Regions from separate parts of the Mus musculus genome. Here region 1 is linked to region 2. The links are chromatin contacts, called in public promoter capture Hi-C maps. All regions are on one chromosome and are shown on one strand. Each heading gives the region's core, a stretch centred on a gene start, on an enhancer-like site or on the middle of the called end of the contact. The rest is flanking DNA. Distances are from core to core; before and after follow the strand shown.

Evidence for each region. Promoter capture Hi-C pulls out the DNA fragments that hold promoters and counts their contacts.
Region 1: a promoter capture Hi-C map of pre-B cells shows a contact between it and region 2, with 3 times the contacts expected there. The contact joins the promoter of Taf13 here to the promoter of Rsbn1 in region 2. A contact is called at or near these places in 2 of 39 promoter capture datasets (liver and pre-B cells).

Annotation. Positions count from the first base shown.
Region 1 is chr3:108,569,721-108,573,465 of GRCm38.p6, reverse strand. Taf13 (TATA-box binding protein associated factor 13) reads right to left here and starts at 1,767. Exons shown (of 4, transcript NM_025444.2): 1 at 1,718-1,767; 2 at 508-586. The coding sequence starts at 1,744.
Region 2 is chr3:103,912,458-103,916,475 of GRCm38.p6, reverse strand. It overlaps Rsbn1 (rosbin, round spermatid basic protein 1), which reads right to left and starts at 2,356. Exons shown (of 8, transcript NM_001356556.1): 1 at 1,323-2,356. The coding sequence starts at 2,025.

The sequences.
Region 1 (3,745 bases), core at 518-3,017, 4.7 Mb before region 2:
TCAAGACTAGCAGATCTTGATCTATTCTAAACTCCAGAAAGAGTTCTAGGACAGCCAGGGCTACACAGAAAAACCAAGCCTCAAAAAAGGAAAAGAAAAACAAAAACAAACAAAACAAAAAAACCCTGCCTCAAGGAGGAGGGCAGAGGTGATCACATTCATTATTTTATGTCACACAGAGAGAATTAGTAGACATGAGAGAGACTTATACTGACCATGGGATGCACACCTGCAATCCCAGGACTTGAGAGGCTAAAGCAGGACTACCACCAAACCAAGGCTAGCATGGGCTAAACAGTAAGCACCAGTATAGCCTTGGCTATACAGAGCCTATCTTTAAAACAAACAAACAAACAAACAAACACCAAGAATAAAAACAGGCAACCTTATAGGCAACTCTGAGAACACTGTCCCTATAAACAAACATATGCAGAACAATATACTCTGAAAAGACATGTTCAAAAGCTTTCACCACCTGTAATAAAAACACTAGAAAGTACAACTTACATTCTTTCGAGAAAAGTCTCTTTCTCTTCCCCTGGCCACCTTCCGCTCCTCCTCCAATTTCTTCATTCTCCTCCTCAAACTAGAAATTTTAAAACACGGACATGGCAAATGATTGCAGTGCACGTGATATTCCCTCGAGTCTCCTCCTGCTCGCCCTCTTTGTGGAGTGCTGTGAATTGAACCCACGAGCTCACGATGCTAAACAGATGCTTGACCACTGAGCTACACCTCCTGCACTCTTTTCATCTTTTTTTTTAAAGGCATTTATTATTTATGTGTATTGTGTGCCTACATAAATGTGCCTGCTGTTGCCCATAGAGGCCAAACTAGGTCTAATCGCTGTAGGTTGCCAGATGTGACAGCAAATGCTCCTAAGCACTAAAGCTATCTCTCTACACTTTTTTTTTTTTTTTTTTTGAGACAAAGTGGTCTCACTATGTGCCCGTGTCTGCCTGAACTCACGGAGATCCGCTTGCCTCTGCTCCTGAGTGCTGGGATTAAAGGTGTGCGCCACCACGCCCAGTGACCCTTTTTCATTTTCGAAAGTGAGAAGCTAAAGCAAACTGCACAAAACCACGAAAATTTAGCACCAAAGGGCTCATAAGCCCTAGTCCAATTCTCAAGTCGTGCAAGAAGGCTTTTATTACGGCTGCTAACAACCTTACAACCGTGCGTGTGTAAAGTTCTAACGACCTCAGGTTCTGGGTTTGGTTTTAGCCAATTTAGTTGTCACACTGCTAAGCAAGACTACTGTAAAAACCTGGTAGTTTAAAATCTACTCTCTGCTGTCATCGGAAGCAACTGATAAAGGGCTAAGAACTTTCCTTAACTGGGCTGGACTCTACCTCACAAGAAAACCGATGCCAAAGGAGAATTTGGATCCCAAGCTTCCTGTCTTTAGTTCATCGTTTCTCCGCTATCTTCACTAGTTTTGTCAGCATCTGGGCTGCTGGTTCCGCTTTAATCAGCTTTGATCTCCTATGACCCTCTAGATGTCTTAGTGTCGGGAAGATCCAGGTCAAAGAGAGACCCTTTCTACTCTTCCTTCCCGTCTTGTCCCACGCACTGACTAAGGTAAACCAAAAAAGGAAAACACCGCGGAGCCCCCGGACTCTCGGCGGGAATCCCTAAGGCACAAGCGGGTCAGACTCTGCCTCCGCTAGTGATCCGAAAGGAGTGAGGAACCAGGCTGAGACAGGCGCTCACTCACGGTGGGGTCTTCCTCCTCATCTGCCATGCTAGCTGCTCGCCAGCCTTCTGAACCCGCCCACCGGCGGCTGGCGAGTTTTATAAGATACGTACGTCACTTCCGGCCTGGCCAGCGTTGCGCAGAGAGGCGTGCGCGTTCATTCTCCTACCCAACCCCGGCCTTGGGATTGGCTGGAAGTCAGTGACGTGCTCTTACGTGTGGAATCCTGAAGGAGGAATTAAAAATTACAAAGAAGCCAGGCGTGGTATACTACGCCGGGAAATCTCTGCACTTGGCAGGCAGAGGCAAGAGGGCTTCGAGTTCGAGATCAGCTCAAGTTTCATGAGCCCATGTCTCAGAAAACATAAGTGATAAATTTGTGCATACTTACGGAGGCTCACAAATGCCTGTAAAAATAGGATGACTTTTTGCCTCTGGGGCTGATCCACTCAAGTACACAAGCCCCATGATATTATATATAGTATCTATATTATTATATAATTATATATCTACTTTCTTTTATGTAAATAGGTGTTTTGCCGGCAAGTATGTGTACCATGTGTGTGCAGCACCAAAGAAGCCAAAATAGAGCAACCGATTTCCTGGAACTAGAGATAGACGATTGTGAACCGCTATATAGGGGCTAGGAATCAAACTCAAGTCTCTTGAAAAGCAGCCAATACTCTTAACCACGGAGCAATCTTTCCTGCCTCCGTTAATACGCAATATATATATGTAGTTTGGGTTGGAAGGTTGTTTTGCGCTTTTTTTTTTTTTTTTTTTTGGTTTTTTCAAGACAGGGTATCTCTGTGTAGCCCTGGCTATCCTGGAACTCACTCTGTAGATCAGGCCGGCCTCGTTCTCAGAAATCCGCTTGCCTCTGCCTCCCAAGTGGTGGGACTAAAGGCGTGCGCCACCACTGCCCGGCCGTTTTTTGCTTCTTCTTCTTTTTTTTTTTTTTAAATTACAAAAGATGTGCTAGAGAAATGGTTCAGTCAATAAAAGCTCTAGCGGAATAAGCCTAAGGCTCAGGTTCAATCCCTGGGACCTGTATAAAAAGTGAAAGGTGAGAAGACAGAGTCTGCAAGGTTGTCCTCTGGCTTCCATACACAATAATAAGAAAATATTTTAAAATTATGAAAGAGCTAAGTGTAGTGGCACTCGCCTTTAATCCCTGCCTTGGGAGGCAGAAGCCAGAAGATCTCTTTGAGTTAGAGGCCAGCCAGGGCTACATAGTCAAAACAAGAAAACCAAAGCTCGGCAGTGGTGGTCCATGCTTTTTGTCCCAGCACTTGGGAGGCAGAGGCAGGCGGATTTCTGAGTTCAAGGCCAGCCTGGTCTACAGAGTGAGTTCTAGGACAGCCAAGGCTACACAGAGAAACCCTGTCTCGAAAAACCAAACCAAACAAACAAATAAACAAAAAGCAGAGACATTAAATATATCAGAAAGATGGCAACACAGAAAAGGTGGAAATAGGGCATAAATAAATATGTATAAATATGTATAAGTAAAAAGGAAAGGACTATAGACACTTACGCTATCAGCGTATAAACTATGAAGCATGGATAATTCAACCCTCTTAACTCAAACTCCAAAATGGAAACTGGGAAAAACAAATGAGCAGAACAGGCACAAAGCAGAGTGAACAGCCCTGTGCTTCCTCTACAAGTTTAGCGTGGACTCCGGAGTCTAGTTTAGAGTTGGAGGAAAGATGTCAAATGACAGAAAAAACATCTCATAGCCAGCCATTGCTGAGGGTGGACAGGGCTCAGAGGGCAAGGACCCACAGAAATTAACCAAAATGAGGACCTTTAGAAAACAGAGTAGCAATGGCTGACAATCATTAGCTATACTGTCATTTGCCAATTTTCTCTGGATTGAAATATCCCACACAGGAGGGAGAGAGAGGCTCATGTCTCACATATCTGGAGGACAGAAACACGTGATTTTTGAGAGCCTGACCCCAGCAACTTAAAACAGAGTCATTAACAACTCAGGGAAGGGCTGGTGAGATGGCTCAGTGGGTAAGAGCACCCGACTGCTCTTCC
Region 2 (4,018 bases), core at 1,107-3,606:
CAAATTTAAAGAAAATGATTATTGAAATGTCCCTGTGGCTGTGTATGGACACACACCAGGGAGTATGAGGAAAAAGGGTAAAAATATAAGCTACTCCAATATGCAATTATTTTGAAAACTGGCATACCAGTCAGTTTGCCACAGTTATACTCCTAAAGATGGTATCTGGATACCACCAAAGAAAAATATAGATGCAGTTCTGTCCAGTGGAAAAGTGAAAACCTATTATTTCACCTAAACATACACACACACACACACACACACACACACACAAACTGGTTAGCATTGTGAGTAAATATATGGGAAAAATCCAAGACACTCGAAATTTTAGAATCAAAGACTAACATGTTAATAACTGGAATTACCCAGTATTCGAACACATTAGTGTGTTAGTATTTACTGATTATGACTATTATAAGTTATAAATATATACAAAGTATAAATATGGCATAACCAAAACCCTGCTTCATTTCTTCCATAAAGAATATAAATACATGCTACAAGTATCTGGCAATAGAAGACACCAATTTTGGCCAACCTAATTCATCTCAAAAGCACTCTTAGTCCTACTTTTTCTATGTGAAAAACCTTTAAAGACTGCTGGAATTGCAGAGATTCTCAAACAGTGCTCTGGCAAAATGAAATGAAACTAGAATCTACATCTGCATCTGCATCCTACTGCACGCTTCCTTCCCTTCAGAGATACGGTTGGTATACTTCCTAGACTCAGAGGGTGATAAAACCTTCCTCGAACCAATCCTAAACCATACTAACAATTAAAAGGGCTAATATTTTTTTTTAAAAAACTATTTTTACTACGTCTAGCTGAAAAATAAACACCGTAAATGATTTTTTTAACCTCGCCGAAGCTAAGGCAACCAGTAGTTGTGTAACCTCTTTAAGAATTCAAACTCAGAGCCCAGAGTCAAACCTGTAAATATGCTGGTGCCAGGAATGAGAAAAACTAAAGATTTCCAAGCAAGAGAACAAGAAGGGACTTTCAGTGACAAGCCTTTACTTCAGAAAGGGAGGTTTTAGTACCCCACCTACTAATCCGATGCCAAGCACTGCGCGGCGCGGAAACCCTGCCGAATTTGAAAATAAATGTTGCAAAGGCTCCGGGGGAACTGCAAACAGGGATGGAAACTGACAGCTCGGCCTCAGAGAGAAGCCTCAAGTAGGTCAAACTGTGGCAACCGCCTGCAATCCCGAGTCCACTCCAGTGGGCTCAGGGGAGTAGAGCGGCGTCTTTCAGTCCTAAAGGGGCGGGATATGGGCACTGAGACCTACAGCCCGAGCCCCAGCGGTTCGCCTGCTCTCACCTCTCTTGGGGGCCTTGATCAGAGGCACCCCTCCGCTCCTTTCGCCGTTTTCCTGCTTGTCCTTGTGCTTGAGATCGCCCGGAACGCAGGCGCCGGGGTCACCATCGGAGCCGCGGTGGTGATGGTGCTTGTGCCGCTCCTTGTGGCCCTTATGCTTGGGCCCGGCCGCGCTCACCGTCAGAGGCGAGAAGGTGAAGAGGGCCGAGGTGCCCGGGGCCGGGAGCGGGGCAGCGACAGTGGGCCCGGCGGGTGCCAGCGACGGTGGCGGCGGAGGCGGCAGGAGCAGAGGTTCAACAGGGCCCGGGACGGTTGGGGCGGCATTCGTTGGAGGCAGCGGCCCGGGATGTTGGCGGCTACGACGCCGCCGATGAGGGGGAGCGAGAGGGGGGTCCTGGCTCGGCCGCCCCCGCTTCTCCTGAGAACCCCCGCTGCTCGCCCGGCGCTGCCGCTTCACTCCCCGCGGCGAAACCCCAACATGGGGTTTCTCCTTCCCTTCTTTGTCCGGCTCCTCCTGCGCCGCCACCGCCCGTACTACGCGAACCGCTCCGACCTGCGCAGCCATTTCACCCACAAACACACATTTAAATGGCCCGACCGCCCCCCCGTCCGCGGTTCGCGCAAGCGCTGCCCGCGCATGGCCCGCTGGGCATTGGAGTCTCTCCCCCACCCTCCACTGATCGGTCGTTCTCGTAGACCTGAACATGCCGGAAACGGCAGTTCCGACACCTCTCCGCAGACCTCGCCAACCGAGCTTCTATTGTAAAGCACCCTGGACGCGCAAGGCCTTGCGGGAGTTGTAGTTCCACCGCCCTTCGCGTTCTTCCCCCTCCCCCTCCGCCCCCACTTTGCTCTCTGAGTGGAGGAGCGGAGGGGAGCGTGCGCCTAGGCACGCTTCGGGGTGCCACGCAACTGCCGCCCTCCGGCGAGTTGCCGCCAACCGCCCTAACCGCCCAAACAATGTTAATAGCTTTCAGAGTCTCGCCGTGTGTTCAGGCGCTCCACTTCCAGTGTTCCTCCTTCATCTTGCCCGGAGGTGGTCTCCATAGTGACTTTTCAATTTCGTATTTCTCCCCATAGCCTTTGTGAGGTAAAAGAATCTCCAGTTTACCCTTGACAAACCAGGAGGAAAAGAATTTCGGAATATGTAAAACGACGGTTTCGCTGTAGAACATTGTAAAGCTGCTATTCAGAAAAGAAAAAAAAAATTTTTTTGAAGCATTTCCTATAGCACTGCTGTGGCGACCGCTGCAGGCTCAAGGCAGGTGCAAATGTTGCCTTAGGCGTTCCCTGAGCGCAGCTCCGCCTTGCCAGAGTCACTTTTCCCTCCAATTCTTGGAAAGGTAGAATCCAGCATTTTTGTTGAACATACAGCTATAGTTAACAACAAAAAAAAATGTCTCGATAGAAATTTTTAATTTTTTTTCAACCCATACATATAAATTTGCAAATGTGAAAAGCGCTGTCAACCTGACACTGTTCGCCAGGAGATGGTGTTTACTCAGAAATCCGTTTTGAGTTTCATTACTTTAGCTTTTTACCTAGAATTGCATTTAAGTCCTTGAGAAAGCTATTTGGAAATAACCGACTACAATGATGTACTAGGCATATAAAAGACACTGTGGTTTAACACCACTAGTTCCCAGAGAAGTAACTTAGGCTGAGTGAACTTCTGTAATAAAAGTTATCGTTTAAAATAGAGAAGTTCTTGAACACCTACTGGGTATACATTGTACTACAATAAACAAGTAACAATACAGGTCAATTTGCCCTAGCATTTGGGTTTCCCAACAAAAAGTATTAAAGCGCAAATAATACTGTTGCTAGGCTGTATTTTCATAAGTAAAAATATTAAACTGATAGGGAAAGTAAAGCCAACCCTTTACAATAATAAAGAGCCATTAAATTATTTACTGTATAAAACTAGATTTGAAATATAATTTACTTAGAAGAATCCATAGTCATATAGAAATACATTTTCAAATCACCAGTACCTTTAAATGGTTGTGAACATAAATTCGTTTTATGTGGACACGTTTATCTATAGGGCCTTTTCTATGAAGAACACACTATCAAAAAAGAAAGTTAAAGTGCTAACAAAAAGTAACCGCTGTTGATTTTTTTTTCTTGAATTGGTAAGTGAATAACTGGGTAAACATACATACAGTTGGACACCTCATAGCAATACAGAAGTGATCACTGCCGTTATTTGTACATCATCTTTCCTTCTTTTACGCAACAATTGGGGAAATTGAGGAGATACACTCCGTTTAGACATTTAGTCATTTTCACAAGCAGTACTGCAAGCACAAAGGAAGGAGTGCTTTGTTTTCTAACTAAAACCTTTAGTCAGTCGTGATGGAGCACGCTTGCAATAGCAGCGGTCTGCAGCTTGGAGAAGGATCAATAGTTTGAGGCCAGCCTAGGGCTGCATAGCAAAATCTATTTTTTAAAGTTATTTTTAATATTAAGGCAGTGTATAAATTTAGTTGAAGGGTCGGAGAGACAACTCAGATGGTGAATTAAGTGCGTTTAACTACTTTTGCAGAGGACCCTGGTTTAGAACCCACGTAGCAAGTCACAACCTGTTATTCCAATTCAAGGGATTTGGTTCTCTCTTCTGGCCTCGATGGGCACTACACACAGGTGCTGTACATACATGCAGGCAAAAACACTTGTATACATAAAAATATTTTAAA